Regions from separate parts of the Acanthopagrus latus genome. Here region 2 is linked to region 1. A link is a contact called in public Hi-C data. All regions are on one chromosome and are shown on one strand. The core of a region is the stretch at or near the end of the contact, and the rest is flanking DNA. Distances in the headings are between cores, read along the strand shown. Region 1 holds the start of vegfaa (vascular endothelial growth factor A-A). Region 2 holds the start of LOC119005557 (syntaxin-12-like).

What was found. A called contact is a pair of places that touch in the nucleus more often than the background predicts.
Region 2: a contact with region 1 is called in a Hi-C map of muscle, with 2.5 times the contacts expected there. The contact joins the promoter of LOC119005557 here to the promoter of vegfaa in region 1. A contact is called at or near these places in 2 of 4 Hi-C or Micro-C datasets (both in muscle).

What each region holds. Positions count from the first base shown.
Region 1 is chr17:2,573,239-2,575,811 of fAcaLat1.1, reverse strand. vegfaa (vascular endothelial growth factor A-A) reads left to right here and starts at 1,269. Exons shown (of 6, transcript XM_037075624.1): 1 at 1,269-1,991. The coding sequence starts at 1,926.
Region 2 is chr17:2,703,821-2,706,393 of fAcaLat1.1, reverse strand. It overlaps LOC119005557 (syntaxin-12-like), which reads right to left and starts at 1,274. Exons shown (of 11, transcript XM_037073307.1): 1 at 908-1,274; 2 at 480-531.

The sequences.
Region 1 (2,573 bases), core at 20-2,519:
GAGGCGAGTTTTTACAGTTGTTGCTTTATATAGACTGCCGTTAAATAGTCATCCATGTCTTTAGAGAAAACATTCTAGCAGGCAGTTCCTCTGAACTCCTGACTCTGACTCTGACTCTGACTCACGTTTCCACCACCATCCTCCTGTAACGACTCAAAGCTTGTTGATTTCTAACAAGGGTGTTTTGGATGACAAAAGGCTGTTACTACTTATCAAAAAGTTCTGACTGTGGGAATGGTTTCTGTAATCTTGTCAGACGCTTATACTAGACGTGACTTTGACGAGTGGAGTTGCCCCGACGGATTAGGATGCAGCTATTTGCGGCTGCGTTGTAGCTGAGGCGATCTACTAGACTGATTACAAAACTTGTGACAAGTCAGAAGCATTAAAACACAAAAATATTTAAATATAGGGCCCAGCACTGGAACTTCTATCATCATCGCACTCCTGTAATATAAACGTGTGAAAATGTTAATCCACAGTTAATAGTAACCACTGCATGTGAACACATGAATAGGAGAGCCTTCACCAGGCTGGACAGTATCGCCCCCCACTAGATTTGTAAAGAACTGCAATAAACTTGAGCTTCTTTGCTTTGGTTCACAAAAGTGGCACAATCGCGCAGACAGTAAGGTAACTTAGCACTTTCAAATGAGAGTAACTAGTAATATGTCATCCATTACGCTTTGGAAACATCTTGTCCAGCCCTGGTTGTGATAAGGCATCTAACTCTAAACTACTGTAATGTGACGGGCTGCCTGAGAATAAATCAAAAGTAACTGTACATGGCACAGTTTTTTAGTTACAGTCTGCAATCTAGAAATCTTTAGGTAATCAGACTAAGAGAGAAATTAATTGATTGATCAATTTCATATTTCCTTGAATGACCTTGACATAATGATATCTGATGCTTGTAAACGTTAAAGGTATTAAATTATTATAATGGTAATAATAATTGTTATTATCACTATCATTATTATTATTATTAGACAGTAAAGCAAATGTCATCAAGTTCAAACACTTGATGTTTAAAGGCTAAATCCAGTCATAATAGTGCGTATGACATCAATGAATGAATGAAGTGACACACACGTACACACAGACAGACACGCGCACGCTCACACGCACTCTCTCTCTCTCTCTCTCTCTCGCTCTCTCTCTCTCTCTCGCTCGCTCTCATTGGTTCCTCCCAGTCGCCCCGCCCTGGCAGACCGGCTGGTCACCTTTAATAACGCCTGAACCCGAGCAGCCGCCAAGAGAAGAGGAGACTGAACGCGAGTGACGCCGGCACCGCTGCTGAACCGGAGACAAGTTGCTGCCGGTGCACACCCCCTCCCCTTCACTGAGAGAAGCGAAAACGAGTAACATCAAAAGGGGGCACACACACACACGATAGGAGACACAAGAAGAGGATTGCAGAAGAAAGCAAATAAAGGATCACACTATACCGGCAAACAGTGCCTGCTGTAGCCGCACACACGCACGTACGCGCGCACACACCGTCACGCTGCGGGATCAATGAGTGTAAAGAGAGACACCGGTGCGTAAAGTTGACGAGTTGGCCTGCACGTCTCCCCCTCCCATTGTCAACATCATTACTGCTGTGCTCCCGAGCTCTCGGCTCCAGAGTGGATTTCAGAACCCGACCGTACAGTCTTTGTCTGCGGATGAGCGAGGCTCGTTGTATGGTGCGGTCACCAGCGGAGACACTGGAACAGACGAGCCACCTGCGTGTGGATGACATGGATTTGCTTTTGCTACAGCGCAAACTTGCCGCGGTTTTTTAAAAAAAAAATATATATATATATGTATATTTTTTTGACTGTTTGAGTGTTTTTCATTTGATTTTATTTATTGCAAACATTCTTCGATTTACTATTAAACGACCGCTGAGATTTCAAGACTCATCGTGCGGAATTACAACCATGAACTTTGTTGTCACTTTGGTACAAATCCTTTTGGCAGCGGTTCTTCATCTACCCTCAGTAAAGGTGAGTCTGAGACTGTGTGTGCCTGGTCATGTTCATCAGAATAAGACAGGGCTTGTCTGTTGTCTGCCACACGTGCTTGTTCTGCCTGCTGTTCATTATCTGTAGTTGCGCTACAAAACAATGTGCTCCCATCCTGAGAGAATAAACATGCGGGACAAATGCTCAGTGATTCCGTGGACACGTTTCTCCTGCCTCCTGGTTTGACCGTGCGAATCAGCTATCAGCGTTGTCTTGCTGTTTGCATGCGAAAGCCTCGGTCTCACTTTTGTTCGTATAGTTGAATGCCTTTCTTTTCTTTGCCAAGCCAGACTCTGTTTAAAAAAAAAAAAAAAAATTCTTTTAAGATCTGTTTGAACGTGCTGGATAGCATAAGTACCGAGAGCTTCTTCTGATTCTTTAAGACTGATCATTCAGCAGTGTTTGGTTCCCCGTAAGTTGGGAACCAAATAAAATTAGAAATAAAGCTCAAACTAAGTTTGGCCACGTCCCACTAAACTGGGTGTCCTGGACAGTGCGATAAAATCCGACAAGTGTAACTTTACTTCGGCCAAAATAAATAAATAATAAATCCCCTCGAACCTG
Region 2 (2,573 bases), core at 25-2,524, 130 kb before region 1:
TTATTCTGAAAACCATCATCATCATCATCATCATCATCCACTGTTGTCTAGATGCTTCTTTCACAATGCAAGCTTATGTTAAAGGTCTTTTTGGGCCAGGGTACGTCACGTGATTACGTGGCCACTACAGAAACTGGCCTCGAGGCCTGGCGCTCTTCTTCAGGGCTAGCGAGCTAAAAGCCGCTACAGTTTGCAGCAGTTAAGGGTTACTAGATGATACGCTGCCCCCTACTGGAAATGGAACGTTAACTTGCAAGGTAGCAAATTCTTACATACTGCACCTTTAATGCTCTAACGCATAGTCTCAGACTCAAACAGATTTTTTTCAAATCTCAAATCTTCACAAAACTTGGTAACAACATCCGATAGATGCGCATCTTTCATTTCACAAACCTTCCCTAACTGGTCGCTATCCCCCAACACATACAAAATGTTAAGTCATTGTTTTGTGTCATTATGAATCTAATGTGATGGAGTACCGTTACAACCGAAATCTGCGTCAGCCCTTCTGTCCTTCCTCCTCACTGTTTTCTGTTCAGGAGACAGATGTGTCCTCCGTGTTATCTCACACAAATACAATACACAGAGACAAGCGCGAGCTTAACTGAAGTCATCACGTGATTAATCTTCTAAAAGACAATTCTGGACGGAAAATAAAGCTGTGGCTCGTCCTGCCCGGCCACAACATTCAACCCGTCCGTCACTGGGTATGTATTTACAAAAAGCTGCTGTGACGTCGCTGTCATTCGGAGCAGACACGGGATGAAGCCTGTACACAGCGGTGATAACAGGTCGCAGTGTGTCTCATGCATCAAGCCCAGTGTTTTTTCTACAGCAGCGGGTTAAACGAGAACAGGTCGCAGTCGGCTGACACACACGTTAATAATGTTAACATTTAATGTCTTACTTGGCGGTGAGAAAGACGTCGACGGTGTTTGTTTCTCCAGACGCCTCGGATAAATATTTCTGTCACAATTAGCAAGCCCAGCCCGTCCGTGACGTCACACGTCCAGAGCCTAATCCGACGTTGGTTTGACGCTGCGTTCACTGTCCACGAGAGATGTGGTCAACGCAGCTTCTCGGTGTGTTGTTCACTGACTACTCGTCATGCTGTTCTTGTCTTCTTTCTTCCTTTGCCGGGACTGTCTCTGGTGAGCGTGGATTTGACACTCCTGGAACGTCACACAAAAAATCAGTGATTCACACTCTCACAGAGAATCCCTCCCAGTGTGGTGTAGAAACATCTACAATCATTTAATAAGCATTTAAAACACCATAACTGAGTGTGCCTGCTCACTGTGGGGATGACGCTTGGAATGCTGTCCCATGACTCTCAGCTTACTCTAATTATAAAGCTGCTGCCATGCACGTGACACTCTTGAGTCCATTGGTTGACTGTGCCAGTGAAAAGCCATGATCACATTCTGTTACACATTCATTAACAGCACGACGGCCCACAAATACCTCCCAAAATTCTAATAGACCAAATGGAAAGCCTCAAAATGTGTTTATAACTGTGTGTTGCAACTGTATTAATTCGTCTTCCTCAACTTGTAGACATCTCAATTGTATTATCATCTTGTCAAAATGACATGCTGATTATCTTTGATAGCCTGTGTGACATTCTTTCTACCACTGATATCCTTTCATAGAGGTTAGGCTCTCCATGAAACAAATGTCCCTTAAAGATAGAAAGATAATTGGAAGCCATTTTACCTATTTAAGCACTATGTGACAGTCACCAGGTGGTTGAACCCTGAAGCACTGTTCACAATTCCATCTGATCATTGTCATTGAATGTCTTTGTTAATTTGAGATACAGAGTCATAAATTAAAATGAGCGAAGTGAAGATGATATGTACCGAGATCCTCTTGAATAACTGTTAAATCCGCTTATTCTCAGAAAACCAGCTGAACAGTATTTAAACTAAATACATGACATTGGAAAGCTTTTTAATTTCATTCTTGTACATTTTTTTCTGTTCCCCCCCAAAAAACAATGGTATTGTCGACTTTGATCTATTTTACTTTGTGTGTTTTGTTTAAAGTTATAATATAATTTACACTTTTATTGAACAATATTAAATAGCCTTTAGGTGTTATCTAAATATAGGTGCAATAGAAAGAAAAAGACCCAGTGGCACATGGAATGGACAAGTGTGTTTTGACTCACAGAAAAAAGATGTACAAGAAAAATATTATAATCTGATCAACATATTGTTTTACCTGGTTAATGTTTTTTTTTTTTTTTTAAAACATCCAAAAAAAGTTATTGGAGTGGTTTTTCATCTTTTTAAGAGTAAAACAAACACTGAAAAAAATCTTTACTACATAAGAGTACTCATATGATGATATATTAAATCCTACTCATGGCTGTAAGTGTCAACACGTTGACGGTGTTGTGGCAGGTGTGATCCCACGTATGATGGCAGCTTCTTTTGTTCTCTGTGGTCTCTAGTCTGTTTGTCCTTGGCAGAAACCCTCGTCACTCCATGGTTGAGCAAAGTAGTGGCTCTTTGCCAGCAATCTGTTCAGAGGGCCATGAAAGGATTGGACCAGAGGGGAGTTTATGT